Linked DNA regions of Pan troglodytes: region 2 is linked to region 1. The links are chromatin contacts, called in public HiChIP or PLAC-seq maps. All regions are on one chromosome and are shown on one strand. The core of a region is the stretch at or near the end of the contact, and the rest is flanking DNA. Distances in the headings are between cores, read along the strand shown.

Evidence for each region. HiChIP or PLAC-seq counts read pairs in DNA pulled down with a chosen protein or histone mark.
Region 2: an H3K4me3 HiChIP or PLAC-seq map of stem cell-derived excitatory neurons shows a contact between it and region 1, with 4 times the contacts expected there. The contact joins the promoter of PRRT3 here to the promoter of TTLL3 in region 1. A contact is called at or near these places in 2 of 7 Hi-C or Micro-C datasets (induced pluripotent stem cells and stem cell-derived neural progenitor cells) and 1 of 1 datasets of contacts at active chromatin or transcription factors (stem cell-derived excitatory neurons).

What each region holds. Positions count from the first base shown.
Region 1 is chr2:13,841,341-13,848,898 of NHGRI_mPanTro3-v2.0_pri, reverse strand. It overlaps TTLL3 (tubulin tyrosine ligase like 3), which reads right to left and starts at 3,481. Exons shown (of 13, transcript XM_063805359.1): 1 at 3,305-3,481; 2 at 1,255-1,343. The coding sequence starts at 1,302. ARPC4 (actin related protein 2/3 complex subunit 4) reads right to left here. Exons shown (of 7, transcript XM_063805389.1): 7 at 4,860-5,755. The coding sequence ends at 5,750.
Region 2 is chr2:13,979,360-13,986,917 of NHGRI_mPanTro3-v2.0_pri, reverse strand. It overlaps PRRT3 (proline rich transmembrane protein 3), which reads left to right and starts at 4,778. Exons shown (of 5, transcript XR_001713166.4): 1 at 4,778-4,916; 2 at 7,065-7,558. It overlaps LOC112208615 (a long non-coding RNA gene), which reads right to left. Exons shown (of 4, transcript XR_002943082.3): 4 at 2,451-2,749.

The sequences.
Region 1 (7,558 bases), core at 2,232-4,731:
TGGCAGTTTGGCTCCAGAAACTGCATACTTAATGGGATCCAGAGAAACTACTTAGAAATACATGGTCAGGGAAGGTTGAAAGGAAGCCATGAATGTACAGAGCTGGGAAATGGCGGTTCAGGCAGAGGGGAATGCATGTGCAAAGGCCTTGAGGCTGGAGAGAGGTCAGAAGGAACTGAAGGGAGACCAGAGTGAGTGGAACATGGTAAACGATGGAGAAAGCCCCAGAGGAGGTAGGCAGTGGCCAGACTGTGGAAGGCCCTGCAGGCCTTGGAACGGACTTGGATTTCATACTAAGAGTGTCATGAGCAAAAAAGGCTAACTGAGGGAATCTTTCTAAGCTTGGCTTGCTGCTATATTACAAAAAGATGAGGGGACAGGATGGAGGTAGACCAGCTAGGAGGCTGTCATAGTTTGCCTAGGAGAGAAATCACAATTACTAAAATGAAGGTGGTTACAACACAGACGGGAGAAGGTGCTAGAGTTGAGAATCGTTTTGGAGGTGGAGATGACAAGTGGTTTTGCTGATGGAATTAGACCTGTGGGTGAAGAAACAGAAAGATGAGATTTCTGGCGTGAGGAACTGAGAGATGGGAAAGACTGGAGACTGGGGAGGAGACAGGTTTGGGCAGGAAGATCAAAGTCTGGTTTGGGACATGAATTTGAAATGCTTGTTAAGTTTTCTGGGTGTAGATGATAGGTAGGGGGCTAGATCTACGGGATGTGGAGTTCGAGGCTGGGCTGGAAGGGGCACAGAGAGGGTGCAGCACACTGACTGGACTCAGCCAAGGACACAGCCAAAGGAGACAGACCTGGGGAAGGGGCCAGGGGGCCACTAATGGCTGAGGAACCTTTAAAGGCCGCTGAAAAGCAGCAGCCAAAGAGGGAGAAAGGAAAACTAGGAGCGTGCAGTCTGACAGCCAAGAGGAAGGGTGTGTGGGGCAGCGGTGTCGAAAGATACAGGGTGCCCAACCGAGATCAAGACCGAAAGGCACTGCTGGGTTTGGCTCCCTGGAACTCACCAGGCACCTTGATTAGAGTGGGACATCGCAGGGAACCAGAGTGGAGGGAGCCCAGAAGTTTGGTGCTGAAGGGGTAAACGGGGAGGTAGTTGAAGATGGGTGTGGTGGTTGAGGATTTTTGCTATTGTTTTTTCTTTTGCTTTTGTTTTTTAAGGATATAAGAAAACAGCGCAGGGAGACAGGCTGAGCCGCTCCCAGGGCCCTTTCTAAGCGCCCCTGCCCCTCCTCTGACCTTGACAGCTCTCTCCACGTAGATTTTGGCGTTTCTGAGCCGGTTCATGTGAGACGCCTTGGAGGATCCTCGCCAGAGGACCGGGAAACCTGCAGAAAGATGCGGAGTAGGGGCGGGGTACACTGAGGCTGGGCCTAGGGTCTCGGCCTAGGATCTTTTCTGGCCGCCGATAGCCACGCCTCTTTTCTTCCTCCTGCCTTCATCCAGATGCCCACCCTCAGCCGCTCCTCTCCCGACCCCCAGTCCCTCCACCCCAGCGTCTTGTCGTCCTCGCAGCCGCTGTAGGCCAGAGCGAGCGGGCCGCACGGGCCTCACCATCCTGCGGAGAGCGGTCATCGAGGACCGGGGTGTGCGGGGGGCCGAGGGGGTGGGTATCCGAGGCGCCCTGGGCGTGGGTGCCTGGGACCAGCGTCTCGAAGGCGCCGCTGAGGCGGCGCGCAGGGGCGGGGCTGCCCGCCTGGCATCTGCCGCCTGCGTGACCCTCCTCGGACTGGGCAGAGGCAGGGCCGGCCCATGGCAGCCTCCTGGGTGGACGGAACTCGGAGCGGCGCGCCGAGGGGAAACTGGTGCGTGGCTCGAGCGGCTGCGGCTTCCGCAGCCAGTTGCACACCGCGCCGCCCTCCTGGCGGTACCAGGAGGCCGAGCCCCGGCGCCCGGGCCCCAGCTCCCCCGCGCTCAGGAGCAGTGGCGCGTCGGGGCACTGCATGCGCCCCTCGCCGCGCTCGCCCTCCCAGGGCCCCTGATCCCGCGGCCCTCCGCGTCGCCGCCTCCTCTCCCGGGAAGTTCCTGCCTAGGCTCGAGCCTTGTCCTCCGTTCCAAGCCCCGCCCCGTTTGCTATTGCCTTGGAAACCATTCCCTGGGCACCATCAGACCGCTCGGGGCTGGTTGGGGGCTGCGATGGGGCTCGGGGCAGTCGAGCGAGGGCTTCCTTATGACCTGGGGCCTCACCCAGACCCTTGATGAGCAGGGCACTGAAGGCGGAAGAGAGCACTGGGCCCCAGTTAGTTAGTGTTGCGGTTCCTTATCCAATACTTCCTGGTGCCACCGGCCCTAGGGTTTGAGTGATTCCACAGTATTTATAGGCGCTAACAAATGGCCCCTGACCTCATGGAGCTTACTAAAGCCCAGTGTGAGGGGAATAAAAAGCAAGTAACAAAGGAAGAGAATAGTTTACAGGTATAATAAGGGCAATGAACAAGCAGAGGTGAAACCAGGAAGGGGGCGCATTTTAGATAAAGTGGCGCATTTAAGCTGAAGGTGTAAATGCCAGGAGTCAGGAGTCACCAGGGAAAGGGGAGGAACTGCACTTCAGGGAAGGGACAGTCCCAGCAACAGCCCTGAGAAGGGTAAGAACCTTTGTGCAAACCACAAGACAGCCAGGGTGGCTGGAGCCTGGTGAGGCCAGATCAGACCTGCTGGGCCTGGCAGCTGGGCCTAGGGTAAGGTCCTTAGCGAGGGCAGCATATAACAAGAAGGTGCAGAGCACACCCTCCCCAGAAACCGGAAATGGAAAAACAATCATTTGAGTCAACTGCGAAAGAAATGTAATAGTTCAGAACAGTTATGCCTGGCCCCCAGGCTAAGACTGCAAGCAACCTTTTTGGAAGCACTGGCAAAATATTATCCTCAAAAGTCACAGGGGAGGTAAGGCTCCAAGATGTTAAACAATTTGCCTCAAATCACAGAGCAGAGGCAGCACTGGAACCCAGGTCTGACTCCAAAGCCTGTCCCTTAAACACCTGTTATCACTCAGGTTGCCTGCTAGTCACAGAAGGACCACACAGGGACAGTTTGAGAGGCAAACTCTAGCAGTGCCCCCGCAGGCAGAGTCGAAGAGAGTGTCCTAGTAAGAGCCCAGCTTTGTTAGTCACTGGGTAGATGTGCTCTTAAGAGTGAAGGTGGATCCCCCACCTTCCTGTCCAGCTGACCCCAACTCCCCTTTAGCTGATGGCTGGACTTCCCGAAAAGCACGCCCCCCAGGAAAGGTGATTTAGGGAATTTGGACCCTGGGAGAGAGATACATGACAAATGAGGTTTGTGGCTGGCTCACCCAGGCAATGCTGTCCTGTGAGGGTTGTTGAGTGACCAGCTGCTATATCCTATTAGTCACCCAGTTTCACTGTGAGCACCTTTAACATTCACTGCAAAGCTAGAACATAGCCATGTGCCCTGGAGGAGGGAACACCTAATTCAGAGGGGTGGCGAGGTAGGTCACAGAGGTAATGTCATAAAGGAGATGATAGCACTTTGGGAGGCTGAGGCGGGGGGATCACCCAAGGCAGCCGAGGAAACATAGTGAGACCTAAAAAAAAACAAAAAACAAAAACAAAAAAATTAGCTGGGCGTGGTGGCACAGGCCTGTGGTCCCAGCTACTCAGGAAGCTGAGGTGGGAGAATCACTTGAGCCTGGGGAAGCTGAGGCTGCAGTGAGCCATGCTTGCGCCATTGCACTCCAGCCTGGGTAACAAAGCGAGACCCTGTCTCAAAAATGAAAAAAAAAAAAGGGGGGGGAGGAGGGGGGCAATAGCTGTTCCAAGTTGTTGCCCTTACCCCCTCCTCCCTTTAACATCACCTTGTCCACCCCATCAGAAGAAACCCCTCTGGCCATCTGGAGGAATCCCTTTTGAAAGCTCAGCTCAAAGGTTAACCCTTCTTGAAGCTTACCCTGACACCCACTCCTATATTTACCCCTTGGCCCCCAGACTTCCAATATTAAATATGAAACACTTCAGTGAACCTTTTACACACCCAGCCCTTTTCCTGGACCTCCAAGTCTCAAGGCAAGGATAAACATCATGAACACTGGAAATTATTCAACAGCCCAGCCACTGGGCTGGTGGAAAAAATATAGTTCAGTCAGTACCTGTGTAGCAGCGACCGTGTCAGATTGTTTATATTCATTATCTCCACTTCATAGACTAAGAAACTGAGACACAAAATAGAAGTAACTTGGCCAAATTTGGCAAGAAGAATCAGGACTCAAACACAAGGGTTTTTTGTCTTTTTACTTCAAGGTGTTACTAAGGTCTAGTACTATCCAATGGAACTTTCTGCAATGATGGGAATCTCTATGTATGTGTTGTATATGCTGTATGTCTATATATGCTGTTATATATGGTACAGTCACTGGTAGCTGTTAAGTTGCCAGTGGGACTGGGGAACTGGATTTTAAACTTTATTTAATTGTAATAATTAAAATTTAAATAGCCACTTGTGGATGGTGATTACTGTTTTGGCACAGGCAAAAGTCTACTCTCTTGCTCACTGGCTAGATTTAGGGCAAGCTATTACATCTCATGTTTGGAACCTCAGTTTCCTTATCCACCAAATGGGAGCACTGTTTCTCTGAGGTTACTTTTTAGCCCAAGTAAGTTCCTTATGTGAAAAGCACCAAAGCTCTGTATAGGCAGACAGAGCAGTTTCAGAAATTAATGGTGCCTGGACTGCAATGAATGGAGTCTCTGGGTTGGGACCCTTGGCAGGAATAATGGCAGGACCAATCATGAGACTGCACCCAGTGGGGAGCTCCAGGCACAATTACCAGCCATCTGGTCTCAGGGAAAAGAAGCCCCACCTCCCCTCCTTTCACACACACACACAGCATAGACCTCATGCAGCCCCAAAGGGGCAAAAAGAGACTTTAATTAGGGGAGGGAGGATCCACCAGAATCAGAAAAGGGACAGCTAGCGTGGGAGCAGAGGAGCCAGAACAGGCAGGAGGAGGGCCCGGCCAGGAAGCTCTGGAGGACTCACCTCGCCACCTCTGGCACAGGCACTGGCACTGACGGACAAGGCGAAACAGCGGCCCCTCTCAACTGGGAGGGCACCCAATGGCCCCTGTAGCCAGAGGTTGCCTGGCTTTTGGGCCCCAGGTCCTAGGCATGACTGGTGGTCACCAATTTGGCCCTTGTCCCCAACCAGTGCTGGGGGGCCATCTTTAGGCAGAACTCAGGAAGCTGGCAGAGAGTTCCCAACACTTATACTGGGGCCAAGGAGGCTTGGGAATAAAAGGGCAAGGGAGAAACTGGAGTCTGAAACCTCCCTCCCTCCCCACCTGGGGTGGCATAGGAGAGAAAAAATAAGTCGCCTTCTGGCTCCAGGCCCGCCCAGACCCACAGCAACCAATAACGTATAATCACTGGGACCAGTCACAGCCACTGGAGGTGGAGGTTTAAAAAAAAAAAAAAAAAAAAGACAAAAAGGTTACAGTATCCTACAAGCACAGAGTTTAAGTTTCAAGACGTTAAAAAAAATCTGTCCCGGCCCAGGGGACTGAACATCAGAAGCCAGCCTGACCAGGCACGTGTGGCCTTGGGGCAGGTCCACTGCTGCTTTCTTGCCCACCTAGCAAGCACACTACCCACCTCCCGCATCGAATGCCCACCCCAACCCAACTCCCTGCCGCCGCCGCGCTGCTCTGGGGAGTGACTCCAGGACGCCTTCGTGGAGACATGGGTAGTCTGAGGGGGAAGGCCACGAGATCCAGCCAGATGGTTTAAAACTGTCAAGAGAACCAAGAGGCAGTGCATGGTGGTTATTATTGCATCCTGGTGGGACTGCTCTAAGGAGGTGCATGAACCTGAGAGCTGCCACTGTGCTCATATCTGTGAGGGGCAGAGTTGGGTCCCAGGACACCTTGTGGTCATGCTCTAATTCAGCCAGCTTTCAGAAGTGACCTATGGGCACCGGCCCTAAGCCTAGCACTAGATAAGGCAGAAAAATTAAGAGCCATGAGAGCTTCTCCACAGCGCCCTTGTGCCCTGGCATGGAGGCTGCTAGAAAGCCCTGCCAGCGTCCTGCCTGGTGAACTGAGGTTGCTTTCTTTAGGCATGGGGGCTCTCATGCAAGGGGCCTGGGGACTCAGAGGGCCAAGTGGAAAAGGACCCAGGTTCTGGTACTTTTGTGTCAAGCTCTGGATGAACCTCCAACCAAGCCAGGCCCTTGAAATGTTTTCTGCCCTCAAGGTCCCCCATGCTGCCTAGGACAGCCCTGCACATTTTAGAGACCAAAGGTTGTGAACCAATGGCCCATGCCTGAAACTAGCCCAAAGATGAGCACTGCATGGCCCACGTGGTGTTTAAAACAATATGAATTAGTTGCCAACCTTGAAAACATGGAAGATGCCATATACAAATCCAAATTTGGGGGTTCAATGGCCTGGAGCTGTGTGGGAGCCAGCCCCTGCACATGAGGCATGCGCTCAGCAGCTCCTCACCCTGCCCACTCCATACTCAGCCCACTCCATAGCTACCCGACCTTTGGATGCACCTGAATTTGTGACCCTTGACAAAGGCTATGGTACTTTCTTAGACCTCTGAGTCCGAAAACCCAGCTCCACATTCTGGTTCCTCCTCTTACTGGCTGAGGGACTTCGGACAGGTGCTTTTACTTCTAAAGCCCCAGTTTATTAATCTCTAACATGGCGATAATAGCTGACTCAAAGACTGTTTTGAGTAATAAATGGGACATGTGAACATACTTTTTTAGGGGTCTAATTCTGTGCGATGTAATTATCATAAATAAGTAAATGATTGTTGAGTGAGTGAGCCAAATATTCAATTGGAACAAGAGCTATTTTCCCCTTCCAGTTCAATCTAGAGGACTCCTAATATCCTGGCCATAAAATTTTGGTGCTGCAATACACGGAAAGCTTACTATGTACCAGGTGCTACGTTTTACACACATGGTCTCATTTAATGCTCAACCACTGAAAGATAAGTATTAATTACCAGACCTTCATTTCACAGCTGAGGAAACTGAGACTTAGTTGAGAGTTCAGTGACATGCCTGAGTAGGCGGTGGAGCCTGGATTCCCACACAGGTGGGTTGCCTCCATAGCTGAGTGAGCTGAACAGCCATGCCGACCTGTGCACCCACCACAGCTACTCTGTACACTGGCCACCCTCAGTATAATTAAATCCCAAGGGAAGCGGGTATAATTTCCATTTTTAGGAATCTGAGCTCCTTCTGCACTGGGTATGTACTTACTGGTGGGAGTACACACTAAGTCTACCGTCTAGAGATCACAGCCACTCTGGGTGGCACATGTCAACAAACCAGATTGTTTGGAAAAAGGAGGAAAAAAAAGGCATGTTCTGAATATCTAAACATCTAAGAACGATGTCACCAGTTCATCAATGTAAACAATTCTACCTCTTCAGATGACTACAGTGCTTTCAATTAGAAAGACATAAACAATGTAAGAGGAATCTGGAGGACTTACGCCATGCAAGTGATGGAAAACAGGTTGAAGGAATCATGATTTAAGCCTGAGAAACATGCTGAAGGAAAGTACTGAAGTCTA
Region 2 (7,558 bases), core at 3,529-6,028, 140 kb before region 1:
TAAATCTTTCAATTGTTTTTCACTTTAAGGAAGGATTAAGGGGAATGAATTAGTGATAGATGCATGGAAAATTAAGCAAATGAAAAACCAAGCAGTACTTACTGCAGGAGAAACAATGTCTGGGGAGGGAATTATTATCCTCACAGCACACTTCTTGAATCAGCTTGAATACTTGTTTCACAGTTCTAGTATTGTAAATGCAGAATAATGATACCAAAAAACTACAGAAAAATATGGAAAGTAATAGAAGAGCTACATTTTCATATTATCTTCATAGTAGTCAATAGATTAACCCCCAAAACTGAAAATAATTAACATTAGCAGCATAAATCTGATGTGAAAATAGGATAAATACCAGAAGAAATAACCAGAAGTACCAGAAAGACTTGACAATAATTACTTCCAGAAAGTGGGAATTGAGAGTGAAAGGGAATGGGGTAAGGATCTGCTGATTTTAAAGTGGCATCAGATTTCGACACACAAAAAATAAATAACTCTTGGCCAGGTGTGGTGGCTCACGCCTGTAATCCCAGCACTTTGGGAGGCCAAGGCAGGCAGATCACTTGAGGTCAGGAGTTTGAGACCGGCCTGGCCAACATGGTGAAACCCCATCTCTGCCAAAAATACAAAAATCAGCCAGGCGTGGTGGTGCATTCCTGTAGTCCCAGCTACTCGGGTGGCTGAGGCAGGAAAACGGCTTGAACTCAGGAGGCGGAGGTTACAGTGAGCTGAGATTGTGCCACTGCCCTCCAGCCTGGGTGAAAGAGAGAGACTCTGTCTCAAAAAACAAACAAAAAACCTCTTTAAAAAGATCAGGTTTGTTTAGTTGGTGTTGGTGGAAGCTAAAATCTGAGAATGAGTAGGTTAAGACTCCAGGAGCCCTTCAGGCTGAATTTGGCCAGTTTGGTAAAAGAGTGTAACTCCCCGTGCCCTCAGAGTTCAGGACAGTGGGCAGAGCACAGAGAAGGTTCACCAGCCTGCACTTTCTCCCACCTGTTCTCCCTTTTGTTTATTTTCTCATGCCTGCCAGAGCAACCAGCCAGAACGAAAATGCCAACCAACTGTCCTGGGCTTTGTCTAAGCAGGAGATTTCATCATTGCCAGCCCCATCTTCTTTGCCTTTTCTTTCTCACTCTTTCCTTGGGGAGTCACAACAACTTTCAGCTCTGTTGGTTTGAAGTCAACAGAGATCCAAACTGGAGGGCCTATTTTCATGGACTCAATTAACTCCTAACACAGTAGGGGCCGCCTGGAAGGCCTGGGGTTTCCCTCTCCCCCACTTTCCTCTCTCAGGTTCTTCCAGAGGGGCAGGAGGGTGTCATTACTATTAAGAGCACTGGTTCTGGCCAGGCGTGGTGACTCATGCCTGTAATCCTAGCACTTTGGGAGGGCGAGGCAGGCTGATCACTTGAGGCCAAGAGTTTCAGACCAGCCTGGCCAACATGGCGAAACCCTGCCTCTACTAAAAATACAAAAGCAAGATTCCATCTCAAAACAAAGAGCACTAGTTCTAAAGTCAGGCCTGTGGCTTGGCCCCTTAGTTGCTGCATGACCTTTAACAAGTTATTGAACTTCTCTGAGCTTCAGCTTGCCAGCTGTATAATGAAAAACATAAAACCTAGGGTTGTCATGAGGACTTAAAAAGAATAATGGTGTGTAGCATAGTTTTTGGCAGACCAAGTGCTTGGTAAACAGGAGATATTGACCATCCCTTGTATACTTGGAGTCACCTTCCATTTATCCCTGCCGTCCCAGAGTCTCCAGAAGGATGCTGGGAGCTCCATCTGGAGCTGAGATACTCCCCGTCCACACCTGCGCGCCTCGTGTTCCCCGCTTACATTCACCTCCACCCCAGCCAGTCTCCTCTTTCCACAGGATCAGCTTTCACCTTGGTCTCTAGCCAAAGGGATCCTAATCTCTCTTGCATTTGTTTGGAATCTCAGAATGCCTGCCGGTTGGTGGTTTAGAAACGCGATGGGATTGGGGCCCCTGGTTCCAAAGAGGGCAGCCAGCAAGCAGCCAGATGGCCCTGCATGGACTGGGAGGTCAGGCACTCACACACCAGCCCTTCTCAGGAGAAACTGAGGAAGGGAACCGGGCCAGCTCTGAGCCTGTGGAGGGAATCTCAACATCTCCAAAGGAGGCTCCCAGCGAGTTCACAAGGGGAAGTGAGAGGGAGGATCCAGACTCCTCAGCTTCTGTAGGGGGCCCTAGGACTGCATTCTGGCCAAGACTGCCCACATGGGAACAGACACAGGTCCCTCAAAGGAAGTTAGGATGCTGTCAGGAAGGGAAATGGTTATTGCAAAACCCTCCAAAATGTCAATCAGCTATATGTAGAATCAGGATCCAGTTAACTTCCTACAAGATTGTAACAACAGGCTGGATCTAACAAGATAAACAACAAACAAATGTAGAATCCTACATTAAGAGTCAATAAACCAGTTGTACATGAAGAGATGGGAAGACTTTACTACTAGATCAATTGGGTAACAAAGTGATGTGGCTGCTAGAAACATTAATTCAGTGTGAGGCCATATGAATGGAGTAGAATCCTGGAAAGGAGAGGTGAAGGTTCAGCTTTACTCCCAACAAGGTTCATTTCCAAGAGTCCTACTTTCAGAGGGGCATTGTTGAGCTGGTAAGAAGCAAACAGAGAAGAGATTCTTCCACATGGTGAGAACCCAGAATCCTGTCCTGCAGGGAACAGCTGAAAAACTCGGAGTGTTTGTTCTGGAGAAAGAAGACTCTAGAGAAATGAGAGATGCCTTTACAATTCTGAAGTGGCTCCAACAAGGAGAACAGAGCTGGTCAGGTCATGTGTGAAACGGGCAAGGCCTGCACCCTCTCCCAGAGTCAAGCAGCTGAACGCAGGCCCCACCATTTACCAGCCATTAGGGATGGAATATTCTTCAAACTGCAATACGTCAGACACAACTGGGGCCTGAGTATTGCTCTTCTGTGAGAGCTAGAGGTAGGAAGCCATTGGGAGGGAGATGTCAGCTCAGCCCTAGGAAGAATTTTTTCTTTTTCTTTTTTAAGTGAAATTTGATTTTTTATTTGATACTGGGTCTCTTTCTGTCACCCAGGCTGGAGTGCGGTGGTGCGACCTTGGCTCACTGCAACCTCTGGCTCCTGGACTGACGTGATCCTCCCACATAACCCTCCTGAGTATCTGGGACCCAGGTGCGCACCACCACACTTGGCTAATTTGTTTTTTTTTTTTTTTTTTGGTAGAGATGGGGTTTTGCCATGTTGCCCAGGCTGGTCTCGAACTCCTGGGTTCAAGCAGTCCTCCAGCCTTGGCCTCCCAAAGTGCTGGGAATATAGGCATGAGCCATTATACCGGCCAAATTTTCTTCTTCTTCTTCTTCTTCTTTTTTTTTTTTTTGTCAGTCTCACTCTATTGCCCAGGCTGGAGTGCAGTGGTCATTGCACTCCAGTGACACAGCTTGTGGTCAATGGACAGAGTGGTCAATGCACTCCAGTGACACTCCAGTGGCCATAGCTTACTGCAACCTTGACCTCTTGGGCTCAAATGATTCTCCGGCCTCAGCCTCTGGAGTAGGTAGGACTACAGGCATGTACCACCACGCCCAGCTAGTTTTTTTGTTTGTTTGTTTGTTTTTTAATTAAAGTCTCACCATCTTGCCCATGCTGGTCTTGAACTCCTGGGCTCAAAATGATCCTCCTCTCTAGGCCTCCCAAAGTGCTGGGATTACAGGTGTGAGCTACTGCACCCAGCCCTATCTCATTTTTGATAACCACATATATTTCCTGTGTGGCTTTCCTTTAAAGAATTGAGCCTAATAATGGATGTTTACTATATCAACAGGTGTTCAAAGAAAGACCAGGAACATTTTGACAGTGTCTACCAGCCCCATATGCAGACCCATAGATTTTACTACCATGCCTCGGCTAGGCAATTATCTGGTAGGTGCACTAGTGTACGTGCACAGTGATGTGTTAAGCAAGGAATGGCCCCTGCTCCATTACCCCTGCGAGCAAAAGGCTAGAAACAACCTATGTCCAATCACAGGGGACAGGATAAAGAACAATAACTAGCTGACCATATGCTGGAATTCTCAACAGTGGATACAAGAAATGATATAGATCTATAGATATTTACATGAAAAATGTGCCAGAATATATTGGAAAGTGAAAGAGAAAAAGACAAATTACAGAAATGTGTACAGTGGCTGGGCACGGTGGCTGACGCCTGTAATCCCAACACTTTGGGGGTCCGAGGCGGGCTGATCACCTGAGGTCAGGAGTTCGAGACCACCCTGGCCAACATGGTGAAACCCTGTCTCCACTAAAAATATAAAAATTAGCCAGGCATGGTTACTAGGGAGGCTGAGGCAGGAGAACCACTTGAACCTGGGAGGCGGAGGTTGCAGTGAGCCGAGATCACGCCACTGCACTCCAGCCTGGGCGACAGAGCAAGACTGTCTCAAAAAAAAAAAAAAGTATACAGTATGACGTCATTTCTATTTAAGATGTACATGTAACTGTACATTGAAAAGAATCTGAAGGATACATACCAAGCTGTAGGTAGGATTTACCTAAAAGGATGTAGGGATATAGAAAGGAAGTGAGCTCCCCGTCCCATGAGGTATGCAAGCAGAGGCTAGCTGCCCCGTTTTCAGGGATGCTGCAGAAGACATTTCCACATCCCTCAGAGATGACCTCGGTTCCACTCTGAGCCCTGACAATCCCTGAGCGAGGGGAAGTCGGGGTTGACAGAAGAGTCCACCCCTAAGGGGAAAGAGTTAAGCAGGGCTGCGCTCCTGTGGGCGGGCTCGCGATCGGCAGCGCCGGGCTCTGTTAGCCGAGTCTGAGCATCTCGGAGGATGCGGCGCGGCGATCGGCTGCAGGGACGCGCGCAAGGTGAACACGGGGGCTGCGGCGCGCAGGTGAGGAGCTGGCCCAGGGAGGGGGCGATGGCGGGACCCCGACGGGGAGCGTGGCCTGCTGCCCCCGTCGCGGGCGCAGGCGACCAGGCCTGCACGGCGCCCACCCCCATCCAGGACACTGCGGGAAGGCGCGGAGCCAGGGAGAGAGGAGACGGAGGAGGAGAAGGAGGAGGAGGAGAGGTAACCCGAGATGGACCAGCTCCGAGGCTGCCCCGCAACGGCCTCGCCCTGCCCCCAGGCCGGCCTCTCCCCAGTCCCTGCGGCAGAGAGATCCGCCACCCCCCACAGCCTCTCCAGCAGAGTGGGAGCCCAGGGCTGGGCAAGCCCCCGCCTTGTCCGCAGGTGCCCACATCTCTTGGGTTGGCAGTGGTAGGCAGATGGCATGTTTATCTTTGGAGGCCCCATTCAGCCGTTTTCTCGGCAAAGCTTTTTGGACCTCCTGTGGAAGATGAGCCTCCGAGGGTTTCACAACCCCGATTGTGTCCACTCAGCTGTGTGACCTTGGGGGAGTTGCTCACCCTCTCTGAACCCCCGTTTCTTCCCCCTGTGAAATGGCTGTTCCCACACCTTGTATTGGGAGGGCGGAGTGACGTGTTGCTAAGCTCAGCGCAGGAGCCTCACTGGGGAAGAACTAAACACAGGAGCACTGTTTTTAGCCAGTACCTGTGTTAGGGGCGTCTCAGCGCACCCCTACTCCCAACCCTGGAGCAAAGCCCTGTCTCTGGGCCCCCAGCACCTAGCCTAGACCAGGAGCAGCCCATGGGGCTCCGTGAATGTTTGAGAAATGAACTAACAAGGCTTTAAGACAGAGTCTAAACTCGAGTTTGGAGGATGGGACTCAAAGGTCTTTGAACCCCTTGAAATTGTTCACAACTTTCGGTGAGCCTGGGTCTTTTCCCCGGGAGAGCACCAGGGGTTTTCAGTGGCTTCTTAAGGTGTCTGTGAGCCACCATGGGTTAAGAGCCAGGAAGCTTTGGGGACAGCTGCTCCCCAGAGAGGAAAAGAGCAGGGCCTCTGCCGCCAAACACACCCAGGCTTCAGCTCTCGCACCCTCCATGAAACCTCTCCTGGTGGTGGGGCCCCTTCCTGCTTCCCTGGCCCACTGACAGGCTCTGGAGAACAGGAACTTTTAGGGGATATCCACGTGGGGCCAGGTATATACTGGAGGCTGCAGGTTTGAAATAAGAGGCAGGAGATTATTATAGAATCAGACCAGGGTGACAAGTGCCCAGGAAGATGAGGGAAGGAAGGCGGGAAGAGGAATGTCTAACGCTTGTCAAGCATCAGGTATGAACCTCGCCCATACCTGTTTGGTTATTTGTCTCATGCCTTGAGTTAGGCATGCTTATTATCCCCATTTTACTGATGGGAAAACTATGATGCAGAGAGGTAAAATGACTCCCCCAAGAAATGAAGACACTGGGATTCAAACTCAGGCCCCTCCCCAAAGGCCGGTGCATATTCCTCTCCCTCTCCACGTCTCTCATTTTTGAAGTGGGCCTTTAGGAATAACATTTCAGGCAGGGCGCAGTGGCTCATGCCTGTAATCCCAGCACTTTAGGAGGCCAAGATGGGCAGATTACCTGAGGTCAGGAGTTCAAGACTAGCCTTGCCAACATGGCAAAACCCCATCTCTATTAAAAATATAAAAATTAGCCAGGTGTGGTGGCACATGTCTGTAACCCCAGCTACTCGGGAGGCTGAAGCAGGAGAATCACTTGAACCTGGGAGGTGGAGGTTGCAGTGAGCCGAGATCACGCCACTGCACTCCAGCCTGAGCGACAGAGCAAGACTCCGTCTCAAAAAGAACAGGATTTCAGCAAGTGAAGGGGAAGGGAGAGAGCATTCCCTGCTGACGGAACAGCAGAAGCAAAGGCATGGGAGTCACACAGTCCAGTGGGTGTTGGAGGACAGATGAACAGCTTGCGGTGGCCAGGGTCTTGGAAGGCCAGGAGAGGAGCTTATGTTCTTTCCTGAGGGAAATGGGGAGCCACTGAAGGTTTTAAAGCAGGGCAAGTGCCACGTCCAGCAATTTTAAAAGCAGAGAAGCTGCTGCCTTGCGTTGCTTTTCTTTCCTGCCAGCCCCTTGAGGAAGGCATGGGGGCCCCCAGCCCTCACATGTCATTCCATGCCCTGTTTGTTTTTTAGGCTCATCCAGTGAGGACTGGAAGGTGGGGGCTTTAGGCCCAGGCATCGGAGTAGACCATGGCCTCCAGCCCATGGGGCTGTGTATGTGGCCTTCTGCTGTTGTTGCTGCTGCCACTCCTGGGGACTGGCCCTGCCCTGGGGAGGGGCTTTCCCAGGCCACTTGAAAACTCCGAAATCACTATGATCCCTGGAGCCCACCCCAAGGGCTCTGTGGGCTCAGAGCCCCAGGCCTTTGACGTCTTCCCGGAGAACCCCAGAGCTGACAGTCACAGGAACTCTGATGTCCGCCACGCCCCTGCTGAAGAGATGCCTGAGAAGCCTGTAGCCTCTCCCCTTGGCCCAGCCCTGTACGGGCCCAAAGCAGCACAAGGAGCTCAGAGAGAACGACTCCCAGTAACTGATGACCTCCAGATGGCTCAAGGACCAAGCTCCCATGGCTGGACAGGACCTCTGGACTCACAAGAGCTTCTGAAGCAAGAAGCAGTGGCTCCCCA